Regions from separate parts of the Callithrix jacchus genome. Here region 2 is linked to region 1. A link is a contact called in public Hi-C data. All regions are on one chromosome and are shown on one strand. Each heading gives the region's core, a stretch centred on a gene start, on an enhancer-like site or on the middle of the called end of the contact. The rest is flanking DNA. Distances are from core to core; before and after follow the strand shown.

The links. Hi-C and Micro-C count contacts between places; a contact is called where the count stands out from the background.
Region 2: a Hi-C map of skeletal muscle shows a contact between it and region 1, with 4 times the contacts expected there. The contact joins the promoter of CRHR1 here to the enhancer-like site in region 1. A contact is called at or near these places in 2 of 3 Hi-C or Micro-C datasets (both in skeletal muscle).

What each region holds. Positions count from the first base shown.
Region 1 is chr5:86,495,706-86,502,529 of calJac240_pri, forward strand. It overlaps LOC118153741 (a long non-coding RNA gene), which reads left to right. Exons shown (of 4, transcript XR_013535637.1): 3 at 2,966-3,151; 4 at 4,343-6,824. Among named protein-coding and RNA genes, the nearest start is that of CRHR1, 37 kb to the right of the region's middle. Within about 2 kb of position 3,221, at least 4 of the 16 cell types and tissues checked have an H3K27ac peak or open chromatin away from gene starts, as enhancers often do. A contact at or near this core is called in skeletal muscle, where this site is marked.
Region 2 is chr5:86,532,120-86,538,943 of calJac240_pri, forward strand. It overlaps CRHR1 (corticotropin releasing hormone receptor 1), which reads left to right and starts at 3,594. Exons shown (of 13, transcript XM_078373397.1): 1 at 3,594-3,739.

The DNA.
Region 1 (6,824 bases), core at 1,971-4,470:
TTAGAGGCTTTTTTAAAGCACCATTTGTTGAAAAGACTATTTTTCCTCTATTGATTGGTTTTGTACCTTTGTCAAAAATTAGTTGGGCATATTTGTGCGGGTCTATTTCTGGGTTCTCCATTCTGTTCCATTGATGTATGTCTCTCTGCCAACACATACAGTCTTGATTACTGTAGCTGTACAGTGATTACTGTAGCTTGATATGAGATAGACTGATTTCTCCCAGTTCTTTTTTTTTTTTTTTTTTTTCCAAAATTGCTATTGCTATGGTTTGGATGTTTGCCTCATCTAAACCTCATGTTGAAATTTAATTCTCAATGTTGGAGGGGGCGCCTAAAGGGTGTTTGGTTCATAAGTGTGGATCTCTCACGAATAGATTAATGGCCTTCTCTGGAGTGAGTGAGTTCTCACTCTATTGATTAATTCCTGTGAGAGCTAGTTGTTAAAAGAGCTTAGCACACCATCCTTTTCCTCCTCTCTCTCACAATGCTGTCTCTGCATACTCTGGCTCCCTTTTACCTTCTGCTATGAGCAGAAGGCTGAGGCCCTCTTCAGATTCAGATGCCCAATTTTGACCTTCTAGCCATGAGAATCACAAGCCAAATAAACCATTTTTCTTTATAAATTAATCAGCTTCTAGTATTTATAGCAACACAACACAGACTAAGATAGCTATTCTAGTTCCTTTGCCTTTCCATATAAATTTTAGAATAATATATACAGTACCTACAAAAATTTTTCCAAGAGTTTAAAAGGAATTGCATTAAACTCGTATATCCTTTTGGGGAGAATTGACATCTTGACTATGTTGAATTTTCCAATCCATGAACATAGTACATCTCTCCATTTATTTAGCTCTTCTTTGACTTTTTTCCTCCTCTTTTTGTAGTTTTCAACATATAATCCTGTAGCTGACATCTAAGTATCTCTTCTTTTACCTTTTGCAGTTGCACATGGTATCGTATTTTTAAATTTGGTATCCAGGTGTTCATTTCTAGCACATAGGAATACAATAGATTTTTGTATGTCTATCTCATATTCTGTGACCTTGCTGAATTTACTTATTAGCATTAATATTTTATATATCCCTTGGGAACTTCTACATAAATGATCATGTGATTTTCAAATAGAAACAGTTTTTATTCCTTTCTAATCTGTATGCCTTTTAATTTCTTCTCTTGCCTTACTGCACTGGCTAAAACTTTCGCAGCACTATGTTGTATAAAAGTGGTAGCAGCACACATTCTTGCCTTGCTTTCATCTAAGGGGAAAGCATTCAGCCTTTCACCATTAAGTAGAATGTTAGCTGTAGGGTTCTTGTTGATGCTTTTTATCAAGTTGAGAAAGTTCTATTCCTATTTTTCTCTTAATTTTATAATGGATGAGTGTTGAATTGTTGTTTAATGGGTGTTGACTTTTCAGCATCAATTGATATAATCATGTTAATGTGGTGAACAACTGGTAAATGGATAAACAAACTGAACAGCCATTTATACATTGCATGGATGAACATTTGTTTATCCATTTACAAGCTGAAGGACATTTGAGGAGTTCCCAGTTTTTGGTGATTATGAATAAAGTCTGTATAAACATTCACTAACAGGTCTTTGTATGTACATGGTTTTCATTTCAAATACCTATGAGTAGCATTGCTAGGTTGTATGGTGAATGCATGTTTAACTTCATAAGAAACTGCCAAATTGTTTTCAAAACTGTGTGTCATTTTGTATTTCTAAGCAATGTGTGAGAGTTCCAGCTGCTTTGCTCAGCCAGCATTTGATGTTGTCAGGTTTTTCTTGTTATTTTAGCTGTTCTATTTGGTGTAAGCCTCAGACTTTCAGAGCCCTTCTTTCTATCTCTGCAGTACCCCCTCCCTGGGTGCCAGAGAAGAGTAGGTATAGTCACAATAGCCATTTTTCAGAAGCAGAAGGGCTGGCTCCCAGAATTCCCCTGCACACTACAAACTTCAGGACTGCAATTTTTAGGAAGGTGTGACAAATGTGTTGAGCTGAATCAAGACAAGGGCCAAGGCAGAAGGAGTAGTGGGGCATAGGGTTGGCAGTGAAGGGTCCAGATGGCCGCAGTTCAGAGTGGCAGGACCTGGAAGACTTCACCTGCTCAGGGCTTATTGGTAGTGGGAAAGGATCACTTGGGGCCCAGGAAGAGGCCCTGATGCCTCAGCACCCTCACTCTTCCCTCCTAAGGTTTCCAGCCATTTCTAACAGAGCAAAATGTAATCTCTTGAGATTCCTGCAGGCCCCAGGGAGGGGGAAAGTGGCCTGAGAACTGGAGGCGTGGCTTGGGGCCCAGTTGTGTGACACCTGAATCTTGGGGAGAGTGACTGTGGGACCAGGCCCCTGAGGCCTCCTGGGACAGCTGTGGACAGGGAGAGGTGGCTCAGGTTTCATTACTGCTTGGTGTGTGACCTGGGCTCCAGGCAGCAGAATAATGCCAGGCCTTAGCCCTTGTGGCGTAATACCTTTTACTAAGAAATTGCTGTCCTGCTTCTGTTCTACATGGATTGCTCTGGCCTGGACTTTGGGTCCTGTGGCCTAGAAGTAAAAGGACCAGATTTTAGTCAGGCTTCAGGACAGAAGCCAAACAGTCAGATTGGGAGCAGGTGCGTTAGGTATGCGTGTGCATCTGCAGGGTGGGGAGAGGTGTCACGTGGGAACTAGGAGCTGCCCAATATTCAGTTTCAGTTGATTAGCTGATTAGCTGTGTGATCTTGGACAAGTCACAGGGGAGAGTAGCTGTGGAACAAATCGCCCATCTAGTCCAAACCTTTAGGCCAAAAACAGGCAAACCCAGGCCTAAAAAGACAAGGCCTAAAGGGTCTGTGGCCTAAAGGGTCTGTTTAGGCCTGGGTTTGCCTGTTTTTGACCTAAAGGTTTGGACTAGATGGATAATTTCTCAGTTGCATTGAATGTCAGCATTACCTGGGATTTGTTTTTGTAAACTACAGATCCCTCGGCACCACCACAAACCTATTGAATCAGCATCTGTGGGCCTGGGGTCCTGGCATCTGGCTGTGTAATGGACTCCAGCTGGTTTTTGTATAGCCAGCATGTCACTGACATCTCCAGACCCACTTACCTAAAAGTTCATTCAGTCCAGCAGCCTTGGGCAACCTCTGGCTGAAGACAGAAAGGTAGGTCCAAGAAGGTGGGAGGAACCAGAGAAGGGGAGCCAATCAGAGGCCAGAAAGGTGGGGGGAAGAACCAGAAAAAGGGAGCCAATCAGTGGCCAGGAAGGTGGGAGGAGGAGCCACTCAGTGGCCTGAAAGGAGGAAGAGAAGCCAGAGACGGAGAGCCAATTAGGAAAAGGGGATACAGCAGGTTGGGATTCTTCTTGCAAGGGAAACCGAAGCCTTGATCTGGGCAGGCAGCAAGCTGGACTGGTATCAGAGGAAAAGAAGCCTACTTTGGCTGCTGCTGTTTGAGTGTGTCTCCCAGCACCATAAGGCAGGTAGAGAGGGCATCACCTTTGCGGTTCAGGAGAAGGGTTAGCACATCCCTTGTCTGTTTGGAGGCTCAAAGTGGGTCTAGGAGAAACTATGACTGCCTAGAGGGAAAACATATCCTGCAAACCCTAAATAGCCATGGGGAATAAATAGCACTTGGGCCCCGGCCACGCCACCCTCTGTGTCTGACTCAGCTTGGAGCACAAGAGTCCCCGTCTGCTGCTCGCTGTTTTGCGTGTGTGGGCGAGGCACTCAACCTTTCTGACTCTGTTGCCCTACCTCTGTAAGATGGGAATCATAATTACGCCTGCTCTACCCCTGCAAGGCATTGCTCTGGGCATCACCGAAGACAAGAGAGGCGATGGTGCTGCATCACTTGTGGCATGCTGTGCCGTCCACTGGGACTAGGCACTACCGGAACCCCAGGAAGGAAGAGATGCATGGGTGACCCTCCCTAGTCCCACAGTTGGAGGATCTGTGCTTAAAAGAAAACCACACAAGTGATTATCTTTTATAAATTGTTAGACAGTCACAGATAATCTTCCCTCTTAGTTTCAGAGGCAACAGGTATTATATGAATTTGGTGTGATCCTTTCACACTTAAAATTCTTTTTTGCATACATGCGTGGGCTCATGGAAAATATATTTTGTGTGAGCATGTGTGTATGTGTGTGTGTGGCTTGTTTTACATAAAGGGTGGCGCAGTTATATATCACATGGCAAAACGCTTTTTTTAAAGTCAGGGTTGTATGTTTGAGATCTAATTAGGTCATTTCTTTTATCTGCCATGTAGTGCTCTACCTGGAGTCTCTCTCACATGTCTGTTTTGCCTGATGTTAAAGTTGTTATGGAGCTAAATCATGCCTTTTCTTACCCCAGGCACAGCCAGCTGGGCTGCCTTTGGCTGAAAGCCCAGCAGAGTCAGAAAGAAATCTGAGGCTGTCAAGGAAGCCTAAGGGTGAGTCTTCAATGCTGGGCCCAGAGGGAGCATAACCTCCACCTGGCCTTGTCTGGTTCATCTACAGCCTGCAGGAAGGAGAGAGAGAAAATGTGAATATGAGAACTCTACCCTGCTGCATGCTAACCTCGCAGCTCTGTCTTGGGAAAGTGGAATGCAAAGAACTGGATGGAATCTCCATCATCCCAGGGTGCCCTTCTGCCAAGACCTTGGATGTCTGTCCTTCCAGTGGAGTAGCACCGCCACCACCTGCCTCCAGTTGAAGGTCATGAACTTTCTCTGAAATCAGGATGGGCTACATAATTTGCAGAGCCCGGTGCAAATAAAAATGCAGGGCACTTGTTCAAGAAATATTAAGAATGAATTAAGGCATAGGCAGACTGCTAAGCATGTGCTCTGCCTGACTGCACAGGTGGCGTTCCCATGAAGCTGATCCTGCCTGAAACTGTCCTCCAGGGGAGTCCTGTTAAGATGTAGAAGACAGTGTGCAAAACTCTGCAAGGGAAATAGCTGTCATTTTGGAAGCCATCAGGATCTTTTAGTGAAGTCAAGCTGAACCATGGAGGTCATCACAGTTCCTGACAGGTTGAGAAGCTCTGATTTATCCCCTCTAGAGTAGGAACTAAGGACTTGAGGGGCTGCAGAGCCAGCAGGTAACTCAGAAGGCCAGGGTGCAAATCCTCCCTCTGTCTCTGATGAGCTGAATGACCTCAGCTCATCAGGGACAGAGGGAGGATTTGAGTTTGTTGAATAGCTTCTCTGTGCCTCAGTGTCATTGAGATAAGGTGCCTACTTCACAGGATTGCTTGGAGGATTAACCCTAAAACTATGGAGAGGCCAAGGACATTTCCTGGCACATAATTTTGGATAGTCTTGGCTGATGTTAAGCATCTTTTCTTTGAGCTTTGGTTTCTTTCCTAGGAGAACATAATGGGGAAAGGTAGAGGGCAAAGATGGATCTAGAGTCAGGAGTCCCGGTTTCTCCACTACTAACCACCTGCTTACCAAGCCAAGTCACTCTCCCACTCAATCTCACTTCTAACATTTAAGGAAGGTAGGGTGAAGTATGACTTTCCTTCCAGCTTTATAATTCTGTTTCCAAGGAATTCCACCTGTTCCTCTCATTGGCTTATCCCAGTGTATTAGTCTGTTTTCATGTTGCTGATAAAGACATACCCGAGATTGGGCAATTTACAAAAGAAACAGGTTTAATTGGACTTAGAGTTCCACGTGTCTGGGTAAGCCTCACAATCATGGTGGAAGGCAAGGAGGAGCAAGTCACATCTTACGTGGACAGTGGCAGGCAAACAGAGAGAGCTAGTTCAGGCAAACTCCTGTTTTTTTAAAACCATCAGATTTTGTGAGACTCATTCACTATCATGAGAACAGCACAGGAAAGACCCGCCCCCGTAATCCTGCTGGGTTCCTCCCATGACAGGTGGGAATTGTGGTAGTTACAATTCAACATGAGATTTGGGTGAGGACACAGCCAAACCATATCACCTGGCATCTATTTTCTCTGAGGTTTAAGAAATTCCTCCTCTTATCTGACTGCAAATCTTTCTCATTAAAGTCCACTTCTTTTTCTGCCCTTTGTGTTAAAACAGGTCGGTGACCCATTTTATAGATTCAGAAACTGAGGCACATTGGGAACCATCTGCTCTCCAGATGGAACAACCTCGGTCCCTTTAATATTCCCTTGCACTGGCCTTCACCCACTGCCCTCCCCAGAAATCTCCACTTCTCCCGCATTTAGAGACCCACACAGGTTACTCCTGCCAGCCAGGCACAGAGCTCGGCCCCTCAGATCTGTCTGTGTTTAATACTCTCAGCGCCTGTAGGGGAGCAGATCTTGTTACACACCTTGTTGTACAGCTGAAGAAGCAGGCTCCTGGAGCCCAGACTGAGGGTGGAGTGAGGGCCCTGTAGGTAACTTGTGAGACCCTACAAGTTATGTAGCCAGAGCCCCAGACCCTGCAACCCTGTGAGGGGGAGCCTTTCCTGGAGAAAAGCTTTCCCCCAGCACTTACCAAGCCTCTCTCCCTGCAGCTGGCATGAGGGATGTTGCTCTTCTGCCAAACCCACACTCTGGGTTGAACACAGCTCTGGGCATGCCAGCTGCTGCCCTGGCCCCTTTACTGCCACTCAGGAAGGCACACGTGAGCGCCATTCAGTGCCAATGTCCTTGTTGGGGGCAAGCCTCAAACCTGTCCCCTTCCTACCAGGCCCCTGATCAGCTCTAGTACTAGCACAATGCAGAATCAATATCTTTTTGGGGGGATTATTGAATGTCCATCTCCTCCACTAAAATACAACTCTTTCGGTGGTGATGGGGGAAATATACCCAGAGCTGAAACATACTGCCTGGCACATGGAAGTGCTCAGTACACATTCAATATGTGA
Region 2 (6,824 bases), core at 2,344-4,843, 37 kb after region 1:
ACCTGTCTACAACGCTGCATGTTGAGCTGTGTTGTGCAGAAATGGAGAGTAAGCATTTAGACGTGTTTTTCTGTTTTTTTTGTTTTTGTTTTTGTTTTGAGATGAAATTTTACTCTCATCATCCAAGCTGGAGTTCAATGGCGCGATCTCAGCTTACTGCAACCAACCTCTACCTCCGGGGTTCAAGCAATTCTCCTGCCTCAGCCTCCTGAGTAGCTGGGATTACAGATGTGTGCCACCATGATTGACTAATTTTTCTATTTCTGGTAGAGCCAGGGTTTTACCATGTTGATCAGGCTGGTCTCAAACTCCTGACTTCAGGTGATCCACCCACCTCGGCCTCCCAAAGTGCTGGAATTACAGGTGTAAGTCACTGTACCCAGTCACATTTAGACATTTTTAAGCAATTTGACCGAATAGTTTTATATCCATATGATGTGCTAGTGTTTAAAACTGGGCTTTCATTTTGTCTTTTTTTATCGCATATTTCTTTTTTTTTTTCTTTTCTTTTTCTTTCTGTTTTTTTTTTTTTTAAAGACTGAGTCTTGCTCTGTTGCCCAGGCTGGATTACAAGATCTGTGGCAAGATCTGGGTTCAATGCAACCTTCACCTCCCAGGTTCCAGTGATTCTCCTGCATCAGCCTCCCAAGTAACTGGGATTACAGGCGGGCACCACCACGCCAGGCAATTTTTGTATTTTTAGTAGAGATGCGGTTTCACCATGTTGGCCAAGCTGGTCTTGTACTCCTTACCTCAAGTGATCTGCCTGCCTCGGCCTCCCAAAATGTTGGAATTACAGGTGTGAACCACCACAACTTACCTTTTATTGCATTTTTCTAATAATTCATTCCTGCAGTGTTTTGCAATCATATTGGCCTGTGACAGATTAGAAATATAAAAATGCAGAACCAGTCCTTTGCCACAGTTGTCTGAGAAGTACGTTTCAGACCATCAACCTTCCTGGGATGGTTAAGCCAGCGGAACCTCACAGGTAGGAGGTATCTATTCAGCCCTCCCCACCCGGGTCTTAACCATCATTACATCAAATCTGTCTCTCCTATTGTTTGGAAGGACAAGCAATTATCTTTTATTCCTGTTTGGAATCCTCACATTTCTCCTTTCTTACAAATCTGGCAGATTAAATGAATGAAAGCCGATTCTGCTGCAGGCCTGGACAGGAAGGGGAGAGGTCAAGGGAGGGATGGGATGAGAAGAGAGTTTGGGGAAGATCAGGCTGGGAAAAGAATGCTGGAATGGAGTAGAAGCCTGTCCTGAGGAGGGTGTGCAGAGGCTGCTAAGACCACCCCAAGCCATGGGGCTGCTCTGGCTAGGGCTGAGAGGGGAGGCAGGGTATGGGAGGGAGGGACAGGGCAGACACTAGCAACTTCACCAGGCCTAGGAGATGAGAGCCAGGCCCTTGAAGGTGAAAGAAAGTAGCTTCAGGACAAATGAAAGGGGATATTGAACCTTTTTAAAGAGGGAATGTTAAGTGCCAAACTTTATAACCCCCCTGAGGCTGCCAAGGCCAAAACTATTAATAAGTAGGTCGAGGAATTAGGCAGATGCCTCCCTCCTCCTACCTGCTAGTCTGCCGCTGAGGTGGGGTGTGGTGGGGTGGAAGGTAAATCAGTGAAATCAACACGAACAGGATGAAATGTGCTATCTGTAGACGCCACTTCAAAAAGCGAGAAGGTCTGACTCCTGGGCAAAAAAGTCAGGAAGAGCCAGGCTTGATTGCAGTCCAATCGATGGCATTAGCATATTTAAAGATCATGTCAAGGAGATGATAATGGGGCTCAGAGAGGCAAAATTTGATGGTGTTTATTAAGCAGAGAGAAACACAGAAGCTGGAACTGTCTAGTCCCTAGAGAGTGTGCTCCAAGGTGGGGCCAGGGAGGGAGCGGGGCCTTGACTGGGCCTGGCCAAAGCTCCTAGAGGACCAACCGGCTTCTTCTCCTCTGATTCCCAAATCTACTGCTGCTGGTGACTTTCTTATCAAGATTTCTGCTCCCCACAAAGAATCGCCTAGAGGGAGGGACCAAGCTGCCCCTCACACTTGAGCATCCAGTCCACTCCATCGTGATGATTATGTTGATGTTGATGATGATGATCGTATTGGTGACTACAGCTAACCCTCATCAAGTTCTTGCAATGTGTGCCAGGCTCCGTTCCAAGCTCTTTACAAATATCAGCTCCTTCTAACTCCCCAACCATTCTCAGAAGTAGCGTTTCTATCCCGATTATATAGATGAGAAAATTGAGGCATTGTTAAATAATTCTCTTACTTTATACAGCTTGTTAGTGGAAAAGCCAAGATTCAAAGTCAGGCCGCCTGACTCCAGAACCTGCATGACATCAGACTGCCCTGCACTTAACTGTTGTTGAGGCCAGTTAGTTGGCCACCTGCTTAGCACGTCCATCCCATCTGGGGTTGGCTGGGGTGAGTCAGTGCCCAGCTCGGCACAACCATGCGGGTTTTGCAAGACTTGGGACTGTGTGCTTCACCTAGAAAGTGCCAGGTGTGTGGCTAAGCCATGTGAGCAGCTGGCTTCCTGGGCAATGACCCTCCCCACTTCAGAGCCCCAGGCCCCTTTAGGGCCCAGCCCTCCAGGTGCTGTGAGCTGGCAATCAGGAGAGGGAGCACTAGGCTTACCAGCTGTAGGACTTTGGACAGGTCACCACCCTCTGTGTGCCTCCATTTTCTCACCAGTAAATTCTATGTTGGATCATATGACCTCCTAAAATGACTCCAGCCCCAAATGAAGGCCAGTGGACCCATGAACATGCTGGCTCTTGCCCACTGTGCTGAGAAGTGGGTGGGAGGGAGTAGTAGGGTGGGCATAGCAGTGCACAGGATGCAGGGCAGGTGGGTTCAGTTTGATTTCAAAGCCGATTGCCCGCGCCTCAGGTGCTTTGGTGTACCCTATAAGGATTGCATAGGCCAGGCAGCCTAGGCTCTGCGGGTGAAGATTTCTCTACCTCCCAGTGACTCCTCTTCTCCCTTATCAGCTCTGATAGGAGAGAGGAAGAGGGAAGAGGACGTCAAAAGTTCTGTTCATCCGGAAGGGCTGGGAGTTACTTCCTGGGATGGGGAGCTCGTGAGCCAATCCAGAAGACGACCACGGGGTCTGGCGGGAGCCCCAACGCTGCCCTGAAGACTCGGCCGGGAGGGGGCGCTGTGGCCTCCCCACCCCCAGCCCGCAGGCTCCTAGCCGGGTTCGCCGCGCTGCAACGCAATCCGCACCTGGCTTTACCCAGGGCTGCGTTCAGTGCCCACTTGTCCTGCAGGGCACCGCCGTCTCCCTTTCATCTTGGGGCTCCCGGGTCCAAAAGGTTCCCAGATCCAGCCCCTTGCCTGAACCAAAGTGGGCAGGCACTCAGATTGTAAGATGAACGAATGAACGAAGGAACGAACTAATGAATAAGGGCTCATCCTGCAGAACGTTCGCGTCTCAGCGCGCACTAGGCACGTCAATGCCAAAGGTGCTGGGAGTCGGGCTCGGAGCCCGGCGCGGCTGGAGTGGGGGCGGCGAGGAGCTCCCGCTAGCCAGCTGCAGGGCGGGAACTGCCCAAACGCAGGTCGCAGCTTCCCCGGGTTCTGCGGCGGCTTCGCTCAGTGGGGACCGCCCTGTTCCACCGCCACCAATAGCCTCGCCCTCATAAATTCACCTGAGCACCCCCGCCCAAGTGCCCCCGGCTCCCCTGGACTTCCCAGGCCCGGACCTCTGCCCGGCGGGAGGTAGGAGGCTGCATCCTCTCCTGCCACCCCCTCGCCCATCCCGGGCTTCTCCCCGGGCTGCGGCGGCCGCCACCGCCGCAAGCACGCCCGGAGGACTGCCGCAAACCCGGGCGTAGGGAAAGGGGATCCTGGCGGCGGGGCGCAGGCGGCGGGCCAGGGGAAGAGGAGGGAGCGGGGAAGGAGCCGAGGGGCGAGGGGCAGGGAGGGAGCCGAGGGGCGAGGCGCGGAGGAGGGACCGAAGGGGAGGAGAGAGGAGGGGAGGGGAGAGGGAGAGGGAGAGGGAGAGGGAGAGGGAGAGGGAGAGGGAGAGGGAGAGGGAGAGGGAGAGGCGGGGGGGAGGGGGAGGGGAAAGGGGAGGGAGGGGACAAGCTGGGCGAGGGGGCGGGGAGCCAAGGCGAGGAGCCGCGCGGACCTTGCGGGAGGCGGCAGGGGCTAGGCTGGCAAGAAGCGGCCTCCCGCCGGGCTGAGTCGGGAAACGGCGGCCAGACTTCCCCGGGAAGGGGCGAGCGAGAGCCGGCCGGGCCGGGCTGCGGGGACGGGGAGCGCGGAACCGGGCGCCTCCTCACGGGGCAGCCACCGAGGAGTCCGGCCGCCCACCGCGTGCTGCCCGAGCCCGCAGCAGCCCGCCGGCCCCTCTGGGATGCCTGGGGGACCCGGGCGTTCAGGACAGTAACCGAGCGAGCCGGAGGATGGGACGGCACCCGCAGCTCCGGCTTGTCAAGGTAAGAGCCCGCCGGCCCGCCCTCCAGCGCGAGCGCCCCCAGCCCCGGGCAGACGCGGGACAGGCCGGGCTGTGGGTGCGATGGAGGAGGGGGCGCCAGGAGAGCGGCAGTCAGGTCGGGGAAGGCTGGGCTCTGGGGCAGCCTAACTCTCTGGACCTTTGGAGCCAGGGTTTGGTGGGCAGGGGGAGACTCAGGTGAGAAAAGAAATCGTGGCTGAGCCGCCGGGATGTTGGCGGAGGAGGGGTCTGCCCACTCGGGTAGCCGTTTCCGCGCCAAGAATCGCTCTAGGCTTTGGGGCAGACGCTGGGTTCCGCCTCCCACGCCCTCCCTGCAGACCCCGGCCCCAGGACGGGAGGCTCTGAAGCGGGGTTCCCCGCCTCGCCCCAGCACCTTCTCATAGCTCCCCGACTCCGCCCGCCCCCGCCCCAGTCCCGGGAGCGCATCCTGCTCCTTCTCCTCGGCTGCAAGCTGCGAGTCCAGGGAGATTAATGCGGCCCGCGCCTGCGAACCCTTGATCAATATCGCAGTCTCGGGGGAGGGGACCGTGCCTCCGGCGGCGGTTACCATTCCCTCGCCGCGGCCCGGGAGCGCAACACTCGCTCTCCGAGCCTGGGCACCGAGATCCCCGCGCTGCGCAGCCTACCCTGCGACGCGGATCGGTCGCTGGAGTTTAGGAAAGTCGCCAGACCTTACGTCCAGCGTCTGCCCGCTGAACTTCGTGGGCGGCGGGGGCGGCCCAAGGGCCGTGTGCGCCCGGGAAGGGCCGGGAGGCCGGCAGTCCGGCCCGCCCCTAGTGCCAGGCGTCACTTGCAGCCCCGAGCGCTTTCCACAGCGTTCTGGTCTTGCAAGGTGTAGGCGCGCCCGCTGCAGCCGGCCGGAGGGGCGGGTGGGCCTCTGCGCGGCTGCCGGGAAACCCCGTGCCGCACCCGCCTGGGCACGGCCTCGCCCGGGGCTCGGGATCCCTCAGGGTCCGCTTCAGCCACAGACGTAGACGCCAGCCTGACCCGGTTCGGGGCATTCAAAGCGATTACATTAAAGAGACTTTGGTGGATTTGGGGGAGGGGTGCGGATTGGCGGAATTTCATTTTTCCATCAGTTATTAAACCAACTGTACGTATAGCGGCTTACCAAGTGGTTTGAGTTAAAGCACCAAGATTTTTTAATGAGACGTTACAAGTTACTGAGATTTTTCTCTAATCCTGCCCCTCCCCAGATATTTATAAGTTGATTCTTGAAATGACTGAGGGTTGGTCTCATTGAACCCACATCCCCTCCCCTGTCTGTTACCTGAGGGCTAGAGATGAACTCAGAGATTATTTTCTGGGCGTTCAAGGAGACAGACGGATGAGGAAGGTGAAGAAAAACATCCAGAGAGGTCGAATAGGTGGCACTGAATGGGAATATTTTCCAAAAGTCTTGTGTGTATCGAAGCCTGGTCTAAATGCACAAACCAGTTAGACCAAATTCAGTCTTTTGAACGGATTCAAAGGATTGAAATGTGGGTGTTTTTGTTTTTTTTTTTTTTCCAGTTTACACTGAAATAGATCAATGTTCTTTTTCTGGCCTTCTTTAGAGTTGTGTGCAAATCTCTGTTTAGAATGATCATGTTTTTCTTTAAAAAAAAAAAAAGGGGAGTCTTTTTATTTCTGTTATTCCTACCAGATAGTGGGGTGTGTGCTCTTTATGACTGGCCTAATAAACTCAGTCAGCACTCAGTAAATACCAAATGAATGAGGCTGAGCCAGGGAATGGCCAGCGAATGCTGGTTTCAAAGCTGGTTTCTATTAAATAGTTGCTTTTTTCTTTTACTTATGTAGCATGTACAATTCACTGGGCATTATTCTACCTGCTTTGCAAATATTAAGTCATTGAGTCCTCCTAACAGCCCTAGAAAGTAGGAATTATTCCTGAGACACAGAGAGGCTAAGTAACTGGTTCAGGGTCACAGAGCCAGTGAATAGTGAAGTCAGAATTCAAACCTGGGCACTCTGATATAAGGCTTTGTTTTGTTTGCTTTTACCAGAAAATATCTTTTTTTTTTTCTTTTTTTTGGGATAGGGTCTCACTCTGTCACCCAGGTTGGAGTGCAGTGGTGTGATCTCAGCTCACTGAAGCCTCAACCTCCCTGGGCTCCAGTAATCCTCCCACCTCAACCTCCAGAATAGCTGGAACCATAGGCATGCACCACCACACCCAGCTAATTTTTGTATTTTTTATAGAAGTGGGGTTTCACCATATTGCCCAGGCTGGTCTCCAAACTCCTGGGCTCAAGCGATCAGCCAACCTCGGACTCCCAAAATTCTAGGATTACAGACGCGAGCCACTGTGCCCAGCCATTACCAGAAAATATGTTAAGCCCCTTA